Linked DNA regions of Gossypium arboreum: all the other regions are linked to region 2. The links are chromatin contacts, called in public Hi-C maps. All regions are on one chromosome and are shown on one strand. The core of a region is the stretch at or near the end of the contact, and the rest is flanking DNA. Distances in the headings are between cores, read along the strand shown. Region 1 holds the start of LOC108474548 (protein RICE SALT SENSITIVE 3-like). Region 2 holds the start of LOC108474676 (RING-H2 finger protein ATL47). Region 3 holds the start of LOC108474882 (WAT1-related protein At5g40210-like).

What was found. Hi-C and Micro-C count contacts between places; a contact is called where the count stands out from the background.
Region 1: a contact with region 2 is called in a Hi-C map of leaf, with 4 times the contacts expected there. The contact joins the promoter of LOC108474548 here to the promoter of LOC108474676 in region 2. A contact is called at or near these places in 3 of 5 Hi-C or Micro-C datasets (all in leaf).
Region 3: a contact with region 2 is called in a Hi-C map of leaf, with 2.9 times the contacts expected there. The contact joins the promoter of LOC108474882 here to the promoter of LOC108474676 in region 2. A contact is called at or near these places in 3 of 5 Hi-C or Micro-C datasets (all in leaf).

Annotation. Positions count from the first base shown.
Region 1 is chr3:13,891,653-13,895,658 of ASM2569848v2, forward strand. LOC108474548 (protein RICE SALT SENSITIVE 3-like) reads left to right here and starts at 1,712. Exons shown (of 7, transcript XM_017776502.2): 1 at 1,712-2,605; 2 at 2,837-2,887; 3 at 2,980-3,153; 4 at 3,234-3,339; 5 at 3,442-3,483; 6 at 3,566-3,622; 7 at 3,753-4,006. The coding sequence starts at 2,469.
Region 2 is chr3:14,404,292-14,408,016 of ASM2569848v2, forward strand. LOC108474676 (RING-H2 finger protein ATL47) reads left to right here and starts at 2,093. Exons shown (of 2, transcript XM_017776670.2): 1 at 2,093-2,927; 2 at 3,018-3,725. The coding sequence starts at 2,443. The coding sequence ends at 3,603.
Region 3 is chr3:13,782,802-13,786,777 of ASM2569848v2, forward strand. LOC108474882 (WAT1-related protein At5g40210-like) reads right to left here and starts at 1,308. Exons shown (of 7, transcript XM_017776919.2): 1 at 939-1,308; 2 at 772-837; 3 at 570-683. The coding sequence starts at 1,111.

The DNA of each region.
Region 1 (4,006 bases), core at 462-2,961, 510 kb before region 2:
TCAAATATCAAATTAATTAGACTCCCTCTATACCAACTTGGCAAGAATTGTGGGAGAATAGGGATATTTGGCTGCTTTGAAGTATGCAATATTGGATTGTGTTTCATTGTCATATATATATGTATAAACAATTTCAGTCATTATTTATTGCTTGTTTTGGTTGTTTCTTAGAATTGAAATAGTTTTTTTTAATGCAAATTGGGACATTGGGAAGGATGGGGAGAGCAGAGATTCCATTTCCTCAATGGAAGAAAGGGATGGGGTACTTCAACACCTGTTATCTTGACCAAGACTCTTGTGCCACTCTTGTCTCCCATACTTATTAAGCTTCTTCCCAAAATACTATTCCACAAACAATTCAACAATAAAAGAAAAAGGTGAAATATAATATCATATTTACTAGTGTAAAAGTAAGAGGGAGAAGAATCGCGATAAATAAATATGGCTTCTAGAGTAATCACATCTTATTATATCAGTAAAATCCAAGCTAGTTTCACTTGGGCTTTTGCTGACATCAAGTCATCAGAGGCTGTCCCCAACACTGCTGTTTTCAGCTTGCCAAAGGGACCGTACATTTACGACCTACACAACTTTAAACAACAACCATAACACCAACAGTTTAGCGTTCGGAGGAGTCTAATAGGATTCTGAATGTATTTACTATATGAATATGAAGATAGGCATGCCTGTCGCTATCAAAGGAAAAAAAGGGGGTGAGAAATGCCGGTTAGTTGATGATAATTAATGTGGTGAATTGGAGGATGATTACAGTGGCTAATGATCTCATTTTGTCATAAACAGACGGTCAAAGACAAGAGTATAATTGTCTGTCAAAACTTTCTTGGTGTCAGGAAGGTGAATTGAAAGCACTGAAAGCTCCTTTTAGTCATCATGTAGCTGCAGACCAGAGAGAGAAAAAGAAAGATAGATCCCAAAGGACCCAAAACTAATGAAAATCTTACTAGTAGAAAGTACACTGGTTCTCTCATACATCTTTGCATCAATATCCGTGTATGTCAAAGTGTACAAAACTGTTTGTAAAGCAGCTCTCCCCCCTGATGATCAATTTACCATATTAATTGCCGCAACTTATTTGTTTTATTCTTAAACACCCCTGTATTACACTTACATTATCAAACCCCTTTCCTTAGGACTTCTTCTTGACAACCTCCCAGGTGATCCATCCATCCATCCATCAAGATTTACAACAAAATGTCTCCATCTCTCAAGCTAGTCAAACAGACCACTTATTAAATCTGTCAAGAAATGAATAGAATCATGTGATTTTTGTGCTCTAGCACTTCCAAGTGTGGGGTCCTTTATTTTTTTGATGCTTACAATCTGTACATACTTTCATGTTATAAGAGTGTGGCAGGTAATGCCATACCTTTGACAATTTGAGAAGTCATGCAGGCGTAATGCATCAACCATGCGTATTCTTATCATATGTGGATTGAGATTGGCAGCAAAATTTGACATTTCTATCATAAAATATCACAATCACAACCTAAAATCTCATCAATTATAACTCTCACACTTTCTTCCTTTTCATTCATGAATACAAGTTAAGATTCAAGAATACATATAATAAATACACAAGACATACATGAACATCTTTGATATTATGTCAAACCTTCTTAATCTTGCTTTCATATATGTAGTAGCAAAGGAATAAGTGTGATCATATATGGTTGTTGATATGCCCCATATAGAGGGACACTTGGATGCACCAAAATGATGGCGATAAAGAATGGGGTGGGGGAAAAGAGTGAGAGTGAGAGAGAGAGAGGGAGAGAGAGGAAGTGAGAGAAGTAACCTAAATGAACATTTAAAAATAGTCTGCTAAAGAAGGAGAAATCAATGGATCGTAGTAGCTCGACACTGAGAGTGAATAAATAGAGATGGTGGAAATGTAAGTGTTGTTCCTGGGACTGAAATGAGTGGTTATACCTAGATGTGTCAGATAGGTAAGGAAAAAAAACATTGGGGTTGAACAGAAAGAGAGATATGTGTGTATGGGTCCTCAGAGAAATACTCAGAAATGGGGCAAAACTCATGATGTTAGCATAAGAAGAATAAGGTTTGGTCTGTGTTTGAGAGTGGTATTTTCATTATTGGGATAAGGGTAGAAAGAGAAAATACAACCAGGACGGGAGAGCTGTTTTTGAAACGGAGGGTTGATTGATAAAGGAGAACCGTTGGGAACCGAGAAGGGCAAATCGTGGGGCCTCATAAAATCATTTTGCTAAAATTTAAAGCATGATTAAATGCAATACAGTAACAGAGAGAGAAAGAGAGAGAGAGGTATAAATGTGACATTTCCATGTTGGTTTGCTTATATAAAGGAGGTTAAGATGCTGGCTTCTCCCTTCTTTTAAGGAAAGATATATCGGTAGAGAGGAGGGAAAAAAAAAAAGAAAAAGAAAAGAATGAAAGAGAGGGTCTAAAAGAAAGTGTGAAGAAATTTGATGGAGGAACATCTCAGTCCATTAGCTGTTACTCATCTCCTTCAACACACACTAAGAAGCTTGTGCATTCATGAGAACTCTCAATGGGTTTATGCAGTCTTTTGGAGGATCTTACCTAGAAACTATCCACCTCCCAAGTAAGGAAGCTAAGCATAAAGCCAAATTACACAAACACCCTAATACTGCTTTCCTTTTTCTTTCTCCTTAGGGGTACTGCAGTAGGTTTCCTTTTCTTCCAAGATAAAGGATCTAACATATCTGACTCATTCAATGGATAAACAACACACAAATGTCATAATCTCTCACTAATTTATGGTTTTCTCATGCCTTTTTGAGACATAATTGTTTTTCCATTACTTTTATCATAGATGGGATGGTCAAGGAGCTTATGACAGGTCAAGAGGAAACAGGAGAAACTGGTATAGGTTTTCAGTTTCTTTTTTCTTTATGGAAAACAATATGCCATGCATATTTGATAACTTACTTACAGTTGATAGTGAACAAATTGCAGGATATTAGTTTGGGAAGATGGTTTCTGCAACTTTGCTGCCTTAGCAGCTGAAATAAACTCCGGAGACTGTCATGGTTCCTCAGTCCATGGCAGCAGTGAGTTTCAACAGTATCAAGGACTGCAACCAGAGCTTTTCTTTAAGATGTCACATGAAATCTACAACTATGGAGAAGGGTAAGAATTTGAATAAGCTATTAGGTAATTGGTAATATTAATTTCAAGTAAACTGACCTTTTATCTGTTAACGTGGGCAGTTTGATAGGAAAAGTGGCTGCAGATCACAGTCACAAGTGGATATACAAAGAACCAAATGAGCAGGAAATCAACTTCTTGTCAGCATGGCATAACTCTGCAGACTCAGTAAGCATACATGTTTGCCCGTCCAATCCATGCTTACAGTTACACCCTTTGGTGATTACAGGTTCCTCTTGTTTCTCACAAAATCTTCTTTGTTTTCTCTAGCATCCTAGGACATGGGAAGCACAGTTTCAGGCCGGAATAAAGGTATACCACAATATCAACATCATAAAACTCTCAAGAATTAAGGTAGATCTAATTACCTGCTTTGAATTGAACATCTTTTCAGACCATCGCCTTGATTGCAGTTAGAGAAGGTGTTGTGCAACTAGGAGCTGTTCACAAGGTTCTCTCTCTCTCTCTCTCTCTCTCTCTCTCTAAAGTTCATACAGCACACAATTTGGTTTGCTATCATGATGCACCTGACAGTACACCATATATATCTCCATTTTCTTTCTCATTTATGTTACTCAAAGGTAATTGAAGACCTGAGTTATGTAGTTCTACTGAGAAAGAAATTCAGCTACATAGAAAGCATTCCTGGAGTACTCTTGCCCCACCCATCATCTTCTGCTTACCCTTTCAAAGTAGATTCCTATGGCACACCAGAAGCATGGGCGCATTTCCCAGCAGGGACAACAATTGCACCACCGCCACCACCTGAATTCTACGACCACTTCAATCAGCCCATGAAAATAACACCTTCCATGAGCAGTCTTGAAGCCCTTCT
Region 2 (3,725 bases), core at 843-3,342:
TTGTAAATACAAATATAAATAAGAATCCAATATGGACAATACCTGGTTAACCTAACCAGAGGGGTCCTAATTACTATATCATAATACAACTAGCATTGTTACTATAATAACATGGCATACTATGCCTTAGGCGAGCACTCCTTTCAAAATCATCTCTCCATCAGGTTGTTATCTCATTAAACAATAATTGGATACTAGGACCTCGTCGAGCGGGCTGTTGTATACTCTTAACCACTTAATACGGACTTCTCCATAATATATGGCAGAATATCAGGAAATTAAATTCGTACTTACTCTTGTGGCGGTTACTATACATCCACATGTATACGCCAGAAAAACTTTTTACTGCTATGCACCAAAACTTTAAACCCACCAAAACTAAGGTGTTACACATTGCAACACACCTTGTCTCAACAAGAATTATTGAATATCTCTAGGTCGAATGAGTTGAAACTGAGTAATTTTTTTTTAGGAGGTCAGTTTTGAATTTTAAATTTTTAAATATAATTGAGCCAGATCAAGGTCAACATAGAAGGTATAAAAGTTGGATCAATATTAACACAAGAATCTTTTATTAGAAGAGTTGAGATAAAATTATAAATTGTTGGGGTCAAAAGTAAAATTTGTGTAAAAATCTTATATTAATTTTAAGGGTAAACTACACCAAGGTCACTAAATTATTAGTAAGTTTATGTTTTGATCACTCAACTTCAAAAAAAGTTATAAAATGGTCATTGAACTATTCAAATATTTTTATTTACTCACTGGGTTTTAAGTTTTTTATATAAAAAAAGTCCAACTAGTGAGTTCTAATTGACGATCAGTATGGTGAATCAGTCCTCATAAATGAGTAGGAGAATCTACCTTAGTTCCAAGTTGATCTAACGATTAATGTCGAAGACCAAAGAAGAAGGTTATTTGAATTTTGGTTCGCAAGTTCATGTCGTTTAAAGCTATTTCATGAAAAGAAAATTAAATTATAAAAGAGATGGGAAAAAAGAGCTTTCGATTGGTATAGAAGATGTGAACAAAGAATGTCATACATCAACAATTTAATAATCTAGTGACTTAAATAAAAACTTTCAAATAATTTAATAACATTTTGTAACTTTTTAAAATTAAATGATCAAAATATAAATTTATTAATAATTTAACAATTTTAAGTATAATTTGCACAAAAAGAAATAAAAAAAAAAGTAGAGTAGGAGCCAAGGCCCATGGATCTCTATCCCCGAGGGATCTATGGATCAGTGCAAGTAAAAACATTTTCTTGTCATCCCTAATACCAATAGCCGATCATGGGTTTGGCGGCGGCCTACCAAGGCCCGCCTTAGAAAAATGGGAGGTTTGGGTAAAAATATAGACCCAAAAATGGGCTTGGGTAAAAACGAGACCTGTTTAGAAAACGGGCCGGCCTCGGTAAGAGTTTTTGGCCGGGCCCGCCTAAATTATATATTAATAATTTTTTTATTTTATTTTAATTATTTTAAATTTTAATATAACCATTTTTTTATATTATTAATTTGTGTATTGTTTTAAGAATTGTTTTAGTATTATTTTTATTTGTTTTAATATTTGTTTTTATGTTTTTAAATATATTTGATTTATTATATAATTTTATTTTGGGCCGGGCTTGGGCAAAATTTTAGGCCCATATTTTGAGTCGGGCCAAACCCGAACCTAGTAGACGGGCCTAAAAATTTGTATGGGCTCGACCCAACCCGACCCATGAACACCTCTAATACCAATATTGTTAAATGATTTTTCAAAATTGCGGATTCAAGAGAGCATAATTACGTAATATTCAGAGATTAAAGGGTAGATTAAAATATCTTAAAGAAAAGTAAAAAACAAAAATCCCAAATCAGACTAAATGACAAAACGGCCCTTGATACTTTTGTCCTCTAATCCTTTCACTTTTTTAGAAGCTTACCTGCCGCACCTTCGCCCCATCCTTCTCTAAAACATAGCAAATGTGAAGGGAATTGGAAACTCCAACAGGACTAAAATGGTGTTCACTGCAACAATCAACGGATCAACTTATTAAATATGGGGTTCCGTAATGCCAGAGTTTCTAATTCCTGAGGTAGGTCAACTAAAACCTTGACTCGGTTACAAGTGTTACAAACTTAGAAGAGTACCTGTTGTTGTTCTTGTTCTTGTTCTTGTTACACCAATTACGAGCTAGTTCGCTGTTTTTTTATTCATTATTACCAAGTCTTCTACCTAAGCAATCCTCTTACTTGTAAATCTTCAGTCTAAGATTAGATTTTTGCCAAACCTCATTGGGTGAACTGAGCTGGGGTTTTGTTGGAGGTGCAAGAAATAATGTGCCCATTGCTTGTTCATTTTAGTTTCCTGGGTTCCATATAGGTGACTGTAGTTAGTTTTGGTTCAAGAAAGTTGAAGAAACAGGTGCTTCTAGCATGCCCATTTCCTAAAATGTCTTGGATACAATCTCAAATCAAGCTAAAAGATGGTGGTTTGAGTTACCATCCTCACTCTCTACTTTCTTCGCCTCCTTCTTCTTCTTTCTCCTCTCCTCCATTGTCCTACAGTAATGATAACCAAAAGCAGCCAAACTCCCTTTCGTCATCATCTTCAGCTAGTAAAATAAGCCCTGCTGTTTTGTTCATCATTGTTATTCTGGCTGTTATATTTTTCATATCTGGCCTTCTTCACTTGCTTGTCAGATTTCTTATGAAGCATAGGTCTCCCTCATCTGTATCAGAATCCAACAGATACCCAGAAATGTCAGGATCTGATGCTTTCCAAAGGCAGTTGCAACAACTCTTCCATCTTCATGATTCGGGTCTGGATCAAGCTTTCATAGATGCTCTACCTGTGTTTCTATATAAGGAAATAATGGGGTTGAAAGAGCCATTTGATTGTGCGGTTTGTCTTTGTGAATTCTTGGAACAAGATAAGTTGAGATTGCTTCCTATGTGTAGTCATGCTTTCCATATAGACTGTATAGACACATGGTTGATGTCTAACTCTACTTGCCCTCTTTGTAGAGGGACCCTTTTCACACCTGGGCTTCCAATTGAAAACCCAATTTTTGATTTGGAATATCCAAGGGAAGAAAACATGTTATCAAGCAATGGAGGAAGTGGGGTGTCTCTTGGCCCAAAACCCGCAGAGAGTGACATTGGAAAGAGGGTGTTTTCTGTGAGACTAGGCAAATTTAGAAGTTCAAATGATGGAAGTGGAGGAGAAATAGAAGGTGGAGAAGGTGTATTAAGAGAAGGGGAGACCAGTAGCAGTAATTTGGATGCAAGGAGATGTTACTCAATGGGGTCATTCCAATATGTGGTTGCTGATAAGTTGCAAGTAGCTCTTTGCCCTTCTAGAGGTGGCAATGGTACTGCTAGTATGAAGCTTGTGAAGGGAAGAATTGGACAAACTGGGAATTCATCAAATGATGGTGATGTTAAGGGAAAAAGGATTAACTTTACAAGTAAAGGTGAAAGCTTTTCTGTATCCAAGATCTGGCAATCGTCTAAGAAAGGTAAATTCCTAAGATCTTCAGATACAGTAGGCTCTTCCTCAGTTACTGTTGGTTTGCCATGGACTGGTAGTAGAGCTCATGTCCTAAGGTAGTTACTGTTCCTTTTGTACTTCACCATAGTAATATATATTCAACGAATCTTTTTATTTAAAGCCCTTTCCTTTTAGCTTTTACTTTCACTTTCCTTTCAAAGAAATTTGATTCTTTACTAGTG
Region 3 (3,976 bases), core at 58-2,557, 620 kb before region 2:
TTTTAACACATTAAAAATATTTATATTAAAAAATTATCATAAATATAACAAATATTTTATTATATTAAAAATAAAAATAAATATAATAAATATTTTATTGTATTAAAGATAATTTTAAATTTTTATATTTTGGGTTGAGTTATTTAATTGGGTAAATTTTTTTAGGTTTTAAATAATAAATTTAATTGTTATTGAATTAGTAATTTAATATAAATATATATAATTATTATTTAATATATATATAATAAACAATATAATATTTATTATATCATAATATATTCGGGTAAGGTAAAACTCGTAAAAAAAAATCTTTCTACAGGCTTGGCGAATAAAATTTAATCGCCCAATGCCATCATACATTATTATCTTATCTCACGAGTGAAGGGAACCTTGAACCACTAGTACCATTTTTATAGGCCACTGATAAGTAAAAGTAAGAAAAAGGAAACCACAGATAAAGGATTATCTAGGTAAATGATGGTGATATATCAATGAATCTGAATGAATCATCAGCCATTGACCATAACAAATTAAATAGGCAGTGAAAATAAACAGAAATAAGAGCGCACCCAGAGATGATGGAGAAGATGAAAGTGAAGGCTGGAGTAAGATCAGCCATGGCGGATGCCAGAGTTGGAGATCCATATCCTATTCCAATATATGTGCATATCTGTCCTCCATAACTGAAACCCATGTTGATTAGCAATTTCTCATCATCCCCCCATGTCCGCCTTTCTTTTATCTCTATTTCAAAGTCAACGGAAAACGTACCTGAGAACGCCTAGAAGGAAAATTTTGCAGATGGTAGACCAAGTAAGCACTGGTGGGCTTCTTTTTCTGTCATCAATTCATAAATAACTTGGTTCAAATTTCAATTCCCATTGCTACCCAAGAAGCTAAAAACTGTATATAATATATATATGGAATTAATTTATTACCTGTAGAAGATGATAATACATGGGGCAAGCATAAAGATGCCAAGAACGTTCGAGTAAAATACTAGCACGAAATCACTGAGTCCTTTGTTCATGGCAGCTTTATTTACAGTGTTTAAGCCCACCTCTAAGAACTCTGTTGCAACCATTATTGCAGTAACACTTTTTTCCCACATTATGTTATCCTCTCTAATCTAAGGGTGACTTTTGCTTTGGGGATTGTGATATTCGGTGTTTGAAGCCGAAGATAAAAGGGATCACTTTCCTGACATATAGAAAAAGAGATATTAAGTAAGAAAAAGGAGGGAAGGGGGAAGAATTGGATTTTTCAAAGATGCCACGTCCATGACATTTTTGTACCGTATAGTGGAGCCTAAATTGGTGGCCAGTGGCCACTATTCAGACACACCATACACTTAAATAGATTAATCTCAGCTCTTGACCAGCGCATAAAAAATTGATGTGTTAAGGTTTGAATAAAAATGACAACTTTTGTTAACACGTGACGGAGGTGTTTGTTTGAAGACAGTCTTTCACCTCTTGGTTGTTGGAGTGTCATTCATCGTTCAATCGCCCGAAATTAATTATCTGTTCATTATAGTTAGGTTATCCACTTTTTAATGTAAACATTTATCTAAATATAAACACTCTTTTTATGGATCAATAAAGTCGACTTGAGCATAACAACTTTATACTCTTTCAAAAGGCATAATCGAATGAATCTCACTCTGCATGTCTTTCACATACTCCAAGATAGTAAACATCACCTTGTAATGTCATTACTATCAAACAAGAGGTATCCTTATAAATACCCTCCAATTCAAAAAGAAACAGATCTTCTAAGCAAACCCTAAGCACTCATATTCTGCATTCAGCCTTTTTTACCCCTATAACAATCTCTTTCTTGCTTTTGTACTTCTTTTACTTTCTGCATGTTTTGATGAATAGGCATCCTTTATACCACTACTCCTCCTTAACTCTTCTTTTATTGAGACTTGTAACAACAATGATTTATTTTTACACAAATAAATAAAAAAAATGGTCTCTTATGGTTCCAATTTTATTCATTAGGAATATTTATTATAATGTGAATGATCCACAATCATCAAAAGATTAAACTCATGATTATGAATTGCATGTACAAGGGGAAAAAAATCAATAAGATGACGATAAACATAATAATTATAATAGCATTTGTTAGTTTTGAGCAAGTCAATTCTTTCGTATAAGAATTGCATATGATATATATTGTGAAATGGATGTGAATTATGGTTCTAAATATATTTGTTTTTGGTTATATATATATATAACCAAAACAAATATATTAGAACCATATAACTAAAACAAATATATTTAGAACCATAATTCACATCCATTTCACAATTGCTTTAGAGCAATTGGCCAACTTGTTGAGAAGTTTTATGGGTATATATATATATATATATATATATATATATATAACCAAAACAAATATATTTAGAACCATAATTCACATCCATTTCACAATTGCTTTAGAGCAATTGGCCAACTTGTTGAGAAGTTTTATGGGTATATATATATATATATATATATATATATATAACCAAAACAAATATATTTAGAACCATAATTCACATCCATTTCACAATTGCTTTAGAGCAATTGGCCAACTTGTTGAGAAGTTTTATGGGTATATATATATATATATATATATATATATATAACCAAAAACAAATATATTTAGAACCATAATTCACATCCATTTCACAATTGCTTTAGAGCAATTGGCCAACTTGTTGAGAAGTTTTTATGGGTATATATATATATATATATATATATATATATATATAACCAAAAACAAATATATTTAGAACCATAATTCACATCCATTTCACAATTGCTTTAGAGCAATTGGCCAACTTGTTGAGAAGTTTTTATGGGTTTTGACTTTTGAGCAAGCCAATGCTTTCATATAAGATTTGTATTGCTGAAGTTATAATTAAGCTGGTATGGGGACAAATTGTCATATAGGTTATCCATGTATCTTGATATATACTAGAATCATGGTAATCCATGTATCCTGATATAAACTAGAATCAGACAGCAGTGACAACTAGTCCTCCAATCACACCGTAGAGTGATGACTGATATAATTAACCAAGTTCCAATTAGTAACTTCCTTCAGTCTTGGTAATATATATATAGCAAAACAGTATTAGAACTTTTATAAACAACGGCAATGATGAAGGAAAAAAGAATCAAAATCGTAAAATAATCATTGTAATTATTGGTTGAGATCGTCCATGCTACTTACCAAGGAGTGTTATATTTCGGTTTTATGTCCCAACACAAAAAGTTTTGTTGCCATCCATATAATTTATGGCGACTAATAGTATAAAATGTACGTATGTAAGATGCCATCCACATCTAATGTTGTCGCTCTATGAATTACAGACAATGAAGCGGCCATCCTACTGACCTTCCTCACCCACGAGCAGTACTTGCATAAACAGAAGCCATTTCGCAATAAGAAGAAATCTTGATTTTGGTGTGACAATGTCCACTCAGATTTCTTCATACAAATACAGGGTTCTTTTCTAAAGAAAAAATAAAGGGCTTCAAAAGCAGCAGAATTCTTTTGTGGGAAGCGTAAAAAATAAAGCAAAACATACATATTTCCCGGTATATAGTGCTTTGAGACATGGATAATATTTTCTCTAAGAATATCCTCTTTCTGTTGTTGGCTCTACTATTTGGTATTTGTGAGTAAAATATGGCTGAATTTTGTATATGTGCAGGGCGTGGCTAAGGAAGCTGGCCGGGGCCGGCCTCTTTAAAGATGAAATTTTTTTTATTTAGGACTTTTAAATTTTTAAAATTTTAGATTAATAAAAGTAAAACTTCCTAAAAATGATAAAAATTTGATTTAATATTTTAAAATTATAAAAATATAAGTTATTCAAATGGTAAAATTATATTTTTACTATCGTAAAAATTAAAATTTAATTTTGGCCCCCCTATTTTTTTTTTTTTTTGCCTTTGCCCCTGTATATGAGGGTCCT